3 separate regions of the Sus scrofa genome follow, and regions 2 and 3 are each linked to region 1. A link is a contact called in public HiChIP or PLAC-seq and promoter capture Hi-C data. All regions are on one chromosome and are shown on one strand. The core of a region is the stretch at or near the end of the contact, and the rest is flanking DNA. Distances in the headings are between cores, read along the strand shown. Region 1 holds the start of CCDC122 (coiled-coil domain-containing protein 122). Region 2 holds the start of TSC22D1 (TSC22 domain family protein 1). Region 3 holds the start of NUFIP1 (nuclear fragile X mental retardation-interacting protein 1).

Region 1 (3,577 bases), core at 681-3,180:
TACAAAGAGGCGGCCAGGCTGGGATTGCTAACTGTCTCAAATTCTCTCAAGATAGTTGATAATCCATTGCTTGTTTCTAATTCACAATTATGATGGTCACAGCTGATGTTACTGCAACACATTATGCAGAGGAACTTGGCCTTGGCACCATGGTGGTATTGGACAGCATTCAATGTCTTTAGTAATGTCTGATGACAGCTTTTTTGAGAGTTCAATTGCAAACCAAAGAGATCAATCAACACTACTTCTGCCATCCTTCCATACGATACAAAGTTCTTCAAAGAAGGTTTTTGTGCCCCCAATCACCTGTAAAGAAAAATGAGCATTAAGTAAGAATGAAAAATTATATCAATCTCTTTAGAGTTAGTTACAAAAGAAATTTTTGGATGATTAAAAAGATTTGCGTTGATTTAAAAATATAGGGAGTTCCCATCATGGCTCAGTGGAAATGAACCTGACTAGCATCCATGAGGACGCAGGTTTGAGCCCTGGCCTCGATCAGGTGGATTAAGGATCCGGTGTTGCGGTGAGCTGTGGTTTAGGAGGCAGACATGGCTTGGATCTGGCGTTGCTGTGGCTGTGGTGTAGACCGGCAGCTGTAGCTCCGATTTGACTCCTACCCTGGGAACCTCCATATGCCGTGGGTGCGGCCATAAGAAGACAAAAAAATAAAATAAAATAAAAATATAACCAAAATACTAGACTCCTCCCATTAAAGCTAGTCCACTATTAGTCATAAGAGAACCATGACAATGAAAGCAAAGCCATCTCTAAATTCATTTTGTGAAAGTACTTACATCTTTCTGGCTTAGAACAACAGTTTTTGTTTTGTTTTTACATAGCAAATTTTAAGCAAGTAAATTACTTGTTGACTTAGACAAAGTCCTATTTTTTAATTACAGGGTGTCAACTTATCACTATATCATTAATCCTCACATGGCTGGCTTGTTAGATCACAGCTCTTTATATGAAATATGTCAGCCTGAAGTTCGATAGGTTAAATAGAGCTGCACTTAAAAAGTGCTTTTCTTCTTTGAGGAAAAGTTGCGTTTTTTGTTTTTGTTTTTTCAGAAACAGACTTAGAGATCCAGAGAACAAAATAGTGGTTACCAATGGGGGGGTGCGCAAGATAGGGGTAGGGATTAAGAGATAACAAACCACCGTGTCTAAAATAAGCTACAAGGTTATACTGTATAGCACAGAGAATATAGCAATATTTTGTAACTTTAAATAGCGTGCAATCTATAAAAATGTTGAATCGCTATGTCGTACACCTAAAACTAAAACTGTACATCAAAACTGTACTAAAAATTGCGTTTCTGAGGAGATCAGAGTTGACTGAGACGTTTCCCTCCAGGATTCACACAGCTCTCAGGAACAGCAAGGACCACAAGAGCAACAGCGACTGAGACCAGCTGGGCAGCCCACCGCTCTCCTCCCGACTCCCCGCCCCTGCGCCGGTTTTCTCACCTCCGGCCCCTGCCCTCCCACCCCAGGCTGTGGGTCTCTCTGGTGACCCGCCTCGGAGACACCGCCCCCGCCCCCGACAGTTTCCTCCGCGGTCACTCCTAGGCCCCTCCCTCTGCACTGTGGAAAGCCTGGGGGGCGCGACCCCACCCGCCAGGACCGCTGTCCAGACTCCGCCTGCCCTTCAGGACTTTCTGACGGTCGGACGCACACCGAGCCTGTGCTCCGTCCTCGCCTGAGGCACGTCGAGCTCGGTTCCACCTTCGGCCCGCGCGGCGAACTCGGAGACGTCTGCTGCCCCCGACGCCCGTCCTGAGGCTGAACGCGACCCGGCGGCCGCGAGCGCGTCCCGGGGCGTCCTAAGCCCGGACCCGCCGCTGTGTGGGCGGCGCCCGTCCCGCCTCATCTGCCCGAGGGCCGCGGAGGCGCGGCTGGGCCGGCGGGGAGCGACGCGGGGGGTGGACGCGCCCGAGTGCGGGGAAGCGTCAGCAGTTCCGGGTCAGGCCGCCTGCCCGCACTCGCCGCCTGGCGCCCGGAGGAGGAACGAGAACCGGAGTCGCGACGGGCCTTGCGGCCTGAACCAGGCGGGTCCGCGGGCGGGAGGCGGGGCGGGGGCGGGGACGGGCCGCGTGGGGCGCGGGGCCGGCTTCCCGACGGGGCGGGCGGCCTGGGGCCTCGGGTCGACCGCCGCCTCCCTTCCCGGGGCGGGCGAAGCCCTTTCCCCGCGTTCACGCTTACAGTCGCGGCCTGAAGAGCCGCCGGCCAGCGGCGCGGTCGGTCGCGACAGGGTTTCATGTCCTGAGCACAGCCCTCCCCCCCAACCTCGTTCCGTTAGGCCCCGGCAGTCTGTCCCACCCAGGTTCTAGTAATAGGCTTCCTTGGGGCAGGGGGAAGGGATTGTTTTCTGTTGCGTTTGGTTTGGTTTTGTTCTTTAACTGTTTTGCTTTGTTTGCAGAAATAAATTGGCTGAGCTTTCTCTTTTTGCTGATCCTGCCTAACTTGCTGACTAGACTTGACAGGTCCTTCGCTTGTGTTGATAAAGGGATGTTCTGTCCTGTGCGCCCTTTTAAAAATATGTTCCACGAGTAGAAAATTAGAAGCCTCGTTTTTCTGCCCTCAAAGAGCACAACATTCATTTATTTTAAAATATTGAGCAGCTCCTACGGATATGGAAAGCAGATGCTCTTTCTTCAACCTTCAAAGAGTAGAAGAGAGGGTGTTTCCTGTGTAACTGGTTATAATGGAAAGAGGTCCTTGTTTCTGATAGTTTCACATCATAAGTGAGGAACCTGTACCTGAAAGAAAGACTCTCAGCTATCTGGGAGTTTGAAGAGCTCTTGGAAGTGGGCGAGTGCTTCCGTTCTATTTGAGTAGAGAATGGGGTTACCAACCCTCGATAGGAAGCCACTGCTCATATCTGGCAGCTGTTTTTGTCAACATTTGTATTTTCATTATTTTTGCTGGATATTTGTTAAGTGCCCTGAGTGGTATATGGTGCCCTGATGAGAAGATTTACACTGCCCTGAGCTTGTTTTATGTTAAATATTACTGTAAGCACAAAAAGACAAAAAAAAAAAAAAAAAAAAAAAAAAAAGAAAAAAGAAAGGAGTTCCCGTCGTGGCGCAGTGGTTAACGAATCCTACTAGGAACCATGAGGTTGCGGGTTCGGTCCCTGCCCTTGCTCAGTGGGTTAAGATCCGGCGTTGCCGTGAGCTGTGGTGTAGGTTGCAGACACAGCTCGGATCCCACGTTGCTGTGGCTGTGGTGTAGGGCAGCAGCTACAGCTCTGATTAGACCCCTCTCCTGGGAACCTCCATATGCCACGGGAGTGGCCCTAGAAAAGGCAAAAAGACTATATATATATTACTGTAAGCAAAATAGACGTCTTTTAGTTACAAGCCTGGGTTAAAACATTTATCTCTGTTTTTATAGACAAATGGTGGGAATTCATTTTCTCTCATGCAACAGTAACAGTTAAAAAGTTAGGAGTTCTTTGGTGGTGCAGTGGGTTAAGTAAGGATCTGGTGTTGTCACAGCAGCGGCTTGGGTTGCTGCTGTGGTTCTAGTTCCAGTTCTAGCCTAGAACTTCCACATGCCCTTGGTGTGGCCA
Region 2 (3,607 bases), core at 235-2,734, 640 kb before region 1:
TGTTGAATCACCAATGAGGCGTCTATGGAAACCCTGCCGTCTACTTTTTACCAAGCTCCTGAAACAGGACTGTAGATCCGTTAGTCTGTGAGATTTAATGAATCAGAGGTCTAACCCTAAACGTTTAGTTCCTCAACAACCTAAGTAGAAAAAAAAAACCTTTCTCTCTAAGGTTTTCCACATTACTTTGCTGTGTTTTAATTCCTGGGCGAGATGTACGGCTCTCAGTAGTAAAAACTGCTTAGAACTAGAATGTTTTGACATGTAATGCCAGGGAAGCAACTTCCAGTAAATTGCCTCCAATCAAAGCTAACATTGCTTCTGTAGAACTATGCTCGGACCCATGCAGGATTTTGTTTTTATTTTGTTTATGTTTTTAAACTTGAATCGCAGATGGTTTTCTTTCTTTTCTACCTCTAAAAGGTAGTATTCATTTATCACAGCACTTGTATTGCCACAAAGACTAGGCCACTTTGTCTTTTAGGTCAAACCTGCAGGGGCTACAGCCTGGACAATTAAACTAGAAGATATCCCGGTTGGAGGTAAGCTCCACCTGTTGAGATCGGTTATTTACTAGGCTGGGCTGCTGCATCCCTCCAGGAAACAATGGCTTGCAAACGCTCCCCTCTCTAGAGAAGAGCCTAGGCATTTAACTGCAAACAGCTGCAACATCTGCCCGGCTGGCTCGTCCCTGCCCGTCGAAGGACGAGGGGACCGCACGGCAGCAGCAACTGCACCGCACAAAAGGGAGCGCCTATCCTGAGGAGCCACCGGCCTTCCGCGACCCCGCAGCACCAGGCTGGGGCATCCTCCGAGGGGGCGAGGGCGGCGAGGGCCGGGGGCGAGCCCAGGTGTGGCGAAGGGGAGGAGGGCTTCGCCACGCGCCGAAGAAGAAAGCCTGACTCATGTCGTGGCGGCGGCGGACTCCTGGGAACTGAAACTCGTGATGCTGTTGCTGCGGAGAAAAGCCTCATTACCCATTCCGCAGGCGGGGGGACACCACCCAGGGCGCGTACACCCGAGACCCGGGGCTCCAGCGGCCTCCGCCAGCCCCTCCCCACCGCGCCCCCTCTCCTGCCGCGTGCCCGCGCGCGCGCGCCGGCCGCGTGTGAAAAAGGAGCGGACACACCTAACCTGCGCGCGCCCCGTACCCGGCCCCACCCCCATCAGGCAGAATCTCTCCGGCCGACCCGGATTCGCTCCCCCGGCCGAAACTCCCCACCCCCGCCGCCGGCGGCGGCTTCGGCGCCTCCGCCAGCCTTCGGCAATTTCCGCCGAGACACCCGGAGCTCGGAGAGGCCCGAAGACCCGCCGCCAGATCCGGCTTTATGGCTGCGGCCCTCGGGGCGCATGCGCAGACGCCATCTTCCCTCCTTCTCCTCAGCCTGCCCCCTCCCCCCGCCACCGCCACCGCCTCCTCTCGCCGGCGGTCGCCCCTCCTCCTTCTGCGCTCGGGCGCTGGTCCCTCCTCTGCCGATGCCGCGAGAGACTCGCGGATACGGTGGAGCCGGAGAAGAGCACTAGTAACAACCACCGCAGCCCCCTCCCCGCCCGCCGCCCTCCCTCGGCAGCCACCCACTCACCCGCCCTGTTCGCCGACACCGACCAACCCCACCTCTCGTTCCTTTGAACGGCGTCGGCTGCAGTCGCTGCACCAGCCTGTCTGGCCACCAACGCCGCCGAGAAAGGAGTCGTCGCCGCTGCCTGCGGCCCCCTCCTGCCTGGGCCGCGGGAGCAGCGGGGTGAGGACGAGCCGGCTGCGGAGGAAGAGGACGAGAAGCGGCTCGCACCGTCGGCGCTTAGCGCACGTCCCGCCGCCCTTCGGGGAGGCTCGGGCGCCGGCCCCTTCCTCCCCCAGGACGTGTGCCGAGCCGAGGCGCCTGCCCGGAGGGAGGAAAATGCTCGGGCTCCATGGCTGCCAGTGATGGAGCGGTCCCTGGGCTCCCGCTGCCACCGCCGCCGCCGCGCCCCTGCCGTGCTCCGCGAGGACCCGGCGTCTCTGCGCGCCCGCCCGCGCCTCGTTGCTGGGCTCACCGTACCGGGCGCCCCGCCGCCGCCCCGCTCCGAGCCTCGCCGCGCCGGCCCCAGCCGCGGCCAGCGTTTCCTCAGGGAGCAGCAGCCGCCGCGAGCCCAGGGGGTTTGAAAGGGTCCGCGGGGCGTGGGGGGAGGGCCGAGCGGGGCCGGCGGGGCTGGGAGGGGAGGTTTGAGCGACACTGAGCTCGGGGCTCGCCGGCGGCGGCGGCGCTGGGGGTGGCGAGGGGAAGGCGACACTCGCTCGGCGCTGCCTTCGTGCAGAGCCACCGGGAGGGTTTTGCAGCGGCCGCCGCCGCCGCTGCGGCGGGAGGAGGGGTGGAGGTGGCTTCGGAGTTGTCCGGAGAAGGTGGGCATTTCTCGGCTTTCCCGCCCCCTCCCCTAGCCTCCCCCCTCCCTTGCTCTCCCCCTCCCTCCCGCCCCGCACCCCACGTGAAGCGGAATATAAAGGGGGGTGTGAGGCTAGAGGGGAAAGTGAATGGTGAAGGGCTGAAGGGGTACCCCCTTCGGGTCCTCGGCCGCCCTGTTCACCCTCGTTCATCCTCCCTTCCCGAAGCTCGCCCTCGAAGGCAGCAGCGGCCGGCGCCCTCGGCTGAGGAGGAGTAGGAGGAGAAGGAGGAATCGCGCCGGGTGGAGCATCAGGTCCCGTTTTCCTCCCCGGGCGTCTTGAACACAAAGATTACGGTGCAGAAGGAAATTGCTCGCGCCTCCTCCGCCCCCCGGTCCCCAACACAATGCACCAGCCGCCCGAGTCCACCGCCGCCGCGGCCGCGGCCGCTGCAGACATTAGTGCTAGGAAGATGGCGCACCCGGCAATGTTCCCTCGAAGGGGCAGTGGCGGTGGCAGCGCCTCTGCTCTCAGTGCAGCAGGTACCGGCGTTGGTAGTAGTGCCCCATCTTCCGAGGATTTTCCGCCTCCGTCGCTGCTCCAGCCGCCACCTCCTGTAGCATCTTCTCTGTCGGGACCACAGCCTCCGCCTCCACAAAGCCTGAACCTCCTTTCGCAGGCTCAGCTGCAGGCACAGCCTCTTGCACCAGGCGGAACCCAGATGAAAAAGAAAAGTGGCTTCCAGATAACTAGCGTGACCCCGGCTCAGATCTCCGCCAGCATCAGCTCTAACAACAGCATCGCAGAGGACACCGAGAGCTACGATGATCTGGATGAATCGCACACGGAAGATCTGTCTTCTTCCGAGATCCTTGATGTGTCACTTTCCAGGGCTACTGACTTAGGGGAGCCCGAACGCAGCTCCTCGGAAGAGACGCTCAATAACTTCCAGGAAGCCGAGACCCCTGGGGCCGTCTCTCCCAACCAGCCCCACCTTCCTCAGCCTCATTTGCCTTCCCTTCCACAACAGAATGTTGTGATCAATGGGAATGCTCATCCACACCCCCTCCATCACCACCATCACATTCACCATGGGCACCACCTCCACCACGGGCACCACCATCCATCCCATGCCGGTGTGACTAGTACATCCATTCCCGGAGGGCCACCCTCAAGTCCCGGATCCAGAAAACTCTCGACAACTGGAAGCTCTGACACTGTTATGCCCGCTGCTCCAACTTCTGCTGT
Region 3 (3,280 bases), core at 361-2,860, 890 kb before region 1:
GATTCCTGGCCTCACTCAGTGGGTTAAGGATCCAGCGTTGCCAGGAGCTGTGGTGTAGGTTACAGACGCGGCTCAGAACTGGCATTGCTGTGGCTCTGGCCTAGGCTGGTGGCAACAGCTCCGATTAGACCCCTAGCCTGGGAACCTTCATATGCCTTGGGAGCTGCCCTAGAAAAGGCAAAAAGACCAAAAAAATAAATAAAAAATAAAATAAAATCAGGGAATACAGTGAACCAAAACCAACATAAGTGTAGGAACCTGACTAAAACATTGGGTTAACCTCACTTTCCTTCAACCTTAGTTGAATGGAACCTTCCTTGCTAAAATAAAGGCTTGACTTTTTAATGGCTATAGCAGAAATGAGACCTGGAAAGAAACCTCTAAGTGGAAACATGGTTTCTAGATAGTCAAAGAATGCAAATAGATTCAGGAATGGGAAGGTTATTCTTTCAGCTTTACTTTTTTCCAACTTTAGCTAGTCCCAGCCTACCAATTAGAACATGAAAGGACAGATACTCATCATGGAGGAGTCAGAAGCATTTATTTGACAAATATGGGGGTGCCTATTAGTCCTTAAGGCTAGAAAACCGAGTACAATGGTGGAAACAGATATGTCGGCAAGTTATGAAAAAACAGTATGTTAAAATGTGATGTAATTAAGCAGGAGTAAACCCCCTGGGTAAAGAGGGGGTGACAATGCGAGAAGAGTTTGGAAACATTTCACTGAGGTGATACTGAAGTTAGACCTTGAAGGATGGGGTAGGAGTTTGTCAGGTATGTCAAGAAGTGCAGGGCAAGGCTCCAGGGAGCCAAGAGAATTGAAGAACTGCGCAGAAACTCGCGTTGGTTTGAGCTTTGGGCTCTGTGTGTTAGATGCAATGACAGGATGAAAGGCTAGGAAAGCAGGTCCGGGGTTAGAGAGCAAAGCATCTTCTGCAAGAGCCAAAGGCATTAGTTGTACGTCAGGAGGCAAGATGAGAGGCCAGAAGCATGGGCTTCATTCTAATCCGGGCACCACTACTTGCTAGTTGCGAGGTCTGGGCAACAGCCTGGGCCTCAGTGTCCTCAATTGCATCGTGTAATAATAATCTTTACCTTATACAGTAACCAAGAGGACTATATGACTTAATATGTATCGGCCCTTCAGTACAGTGTCCAGCCCTTTAAGCGCTAAATTGGGATACACCATCACCATGATGATAACCGGACCAAAGCTCGTTTCTGCGGCCCCACGGCCGCCTCGCCACCGCCACAGCCTGGGAAGGAAAGTTAGCTCGGGTCGGGCCTCGCCCACTCGCCACTCCTCCCTCAGGCTCCCAGGCCTCGGACTTGTACTCCCAGAGCCGGGGTCGGGCCTGGCGGGCAGGGGACACGCCGCCGCTTACCCGGGCTGAGGTCCCGCTCCTCGTCCTCCGCTGAACCGCTGGCCTTGAAGCCGGGCGGTAGCGCCGGCCCAATCAGATCTCTCGCCATCCGCGGTGGCGGCCCTGGTCCCTCACACTAAGCGTGTCTATGTCAAGTCAATCTCAAACCCGGAGCCTGCGATTCGCCGTAAAGGAGAGAAGCTTTTTCCGGCGCCGACCAATGACGCTTCAGCCTGTGATTGGCTGAGCCTTATCTAACGGAAGTGGTGCCTAAGGCTTTACTCCACGCTGGGTTCCCTACCTGGCGGGTGGCATGGCTGAACCGGCAAGTGGTTTTGTGACTCCCACCGGGTGGTTTCCAGCTCCAGAGCTGACTCCCACGTTGGGGCCTCTGAGCGACCAAGCCTCGGCCTCGGAAAACTGGATGTACTGGGCGATGCTGCCGCCTCCCCCACCCCCTTCCTCGCTTCCCGCAGCAGAATCCAAGCCTTCCTCGGAGGCGCAGCCCCCGGCGGAGGCCCAGGCTCTTCCTGAGGCGCCTCCCCCTTTCGACGCTCAGATTCTTCCTGGGGCGCAGCCCCCCTTCCACGCCCAGTCCGCCCTTGAGTCTCAGCCTCAATTCGATGGCCAGCCCTACTGGAATTACCAGGCTTCGACTTCATGGTACTGGACGCAGTCTCCTGGTATTTTTCCTCAGTATCAGAACTCCCACAACACTCCAGGTACGTTTCTCCTCTCCGTACCCCTTACCTTTATCCTCCCTGTCTTCTCTCTCCTATCTGACCCTCGTTCCTCTGTCACCTTTTGGTACTGCCTTGCACTCTTGGAGTCTGGTCATTAATGTCTCACGATTTGTTCCACAGTTATCTTTTCCCCGCCTGTTCCTTCAGTTTAGCAACTATTTATCGAGTTCCAACTATGAACCAGGAAGCGCTACTATAGCAGTGAACAAAACATACCAAAATCCTTTAAGGAGTTTAACATCTGTTGTAGGAAGACAGACAATAAACAAAACAAACAGTGTGTGTTAGAAAGTGGTGAGTGCTGGAGTTCCCGTCGTGGCGCAGTGGTTAACGAATCCGACTAGGAACCATGAGGTTGCGGGTTCGGTCCCTGCCCTTGCTCAGTGGGTTAACGATCCGGCGTTGCCGTGAGCTGTGGTGTAGGTTGCAGACGCGGCTCGGATCCTGCGTTGCTGTGGTTCTGGCGTAGGCCGGTGGCTACAGCTCCGATTCGACCCCTAGCCTGGGAATCTCCATATGCCGCGGGAGCGGCCCAAGAAATAGCAACAACAACAACAACAAAAAGACAAAAAGACAAAAGACAAAAAAAAAAAAAAAAAAAAAAGTGGTGAGTGCTATGGAGAAAGCAAAAAAGAGCGACAGGCAGTGCAGTTTTAAATGTCAGTGTCAGTCGGTGTCAGGGAGGTGAGGGATTGGAGGAATGCATATGTCTGGCGGATAGGGGTGCAGGCAGAGGGACCCGCAAGTGCAAAGGCCTTCAGGCAGGAGCTTATCAGTCAGAATGGTAGCCATTGTGGCTAGAGAGGACTGAGCCTGGGGTAGAGCTGTGTGGGGGAAGAGAGCCTTGTAGATCATGGTACTTTGACTTTTACTGTTGTGATATACTGAGTGCAGGGGAATGGCGTGATTTGAGTTATGTTTTAAAAGGATTTATATGGCTACCTGTTGGAATCGACTGAAAAGAAGTTGAGTTAGAGTTACTGCAGTTAACCAAGTGAGAGACATTGGCGACTTGGACCACGGCAGAGCTCCAGAGATGATGAGAAGTAGTGTGTGTGTGTGTGTGTGTGTGTGTATTTTTTTTTTTTTTCTTTGACTATGCTGGTGGCATATGGAAGTTCTAGGCCAGGGATTATACCCCTGCTACAGTAGTGACAATGCCTGATCCTTAAC

What was found. Promoter capture Hi-C pulls out the DNA fragments that hold promoters and counts their contacts. HiChIP or PLAC-seq counts read pairs in DNA pulled down with a chosen protein or histone mark.
Region 2: a promoter capture Hi-C map of fetal liver shows a contact between it and region 1, with 5 times the contacts expected there. The contact joins the promoter of TSC22D1 here to the promoter of CCDC122 in region 1. A contact is called at or near these places in 2 of 5 promoter capture datasets (fetal liver and liver) and 2 of 2 datasets of contacts at active chromatin or transcription factors (alveolar macrophages and skeletal muscle).
Region 3: an H3K27ac HiChIP or PLAC-seq map of alveolar macrophages shows a contact between it and region 1. The contact joins the promoter of NUFIP1 here to the promoter of CCDC122 in region 1. A contact is called at or near these places in 1 of 5 promoter capture datasets (fetal liver), 3 of 47 Hi-C or Micro-C datasets (heart right ventricle, mesenteric adipose tissue and subcutaneous adipose tissue) and 1 of 2 datasets of contacts at active chromatin or transcription factors (alveolar macrophages).

What each region holds. Positions count from the first base shown.
Region 1 is chr11:23,157,731-23,161,307 of Sscrofa11.1, forward strand. It overlaps CCDC122 (coiled-coil domain-containing protein 122), which reads left to right and starts at 1,931. Exons shown (of 5, transcript XM_021065620.1): 1 at 1,931-2,051. It overlaps LACC1 (laccase domain-containing protein 1), which reads right to left and starts at 2,060. Exons shown (of 7, transcript XM_005668443.3): 1 at 1,679-2,060; 2 at 1-306. The coding sequence starts at 254.
Region 2 is chr11:22,517,308-22,520,914 of Sscrofa11.1, forward strand. It overlaps TSC22D1 (TSC22 domain family protein 1), which reads left to right and starts at 1,485. Exons shown (of 3, transcript XM_021065612.1): 1 at 1,485-3,607. The coding sequence starts at 2,766. LOC100523690 (atherin-like) reads right to left here and starts at 2,572. Exons shown (of 4, transcript XM_021065395.1): 1 at 1,616-2,572. The coding sequence starts at 2,572.
Region 3 is chr11:22,265,837-22,269,116 of Sscrofa11.1, forward strand. NUFIP1 (nuclear fragile X mental retardation-interacting protein 1) reads left to right here and starts at 1,611. Exons shown (of 10, transcript XM_001927425.5): 1 at 1,611-2,086. The coding sequence starts at 1,678. It overlaps GPALPP1 (GPALPP motifs-containing protein 1), which reads right to left and starts at 1,562. Exons shown (of 9, transcript XM_021065611.1): 1 at 1,386-1,562. The coding sequence starts at 1,473.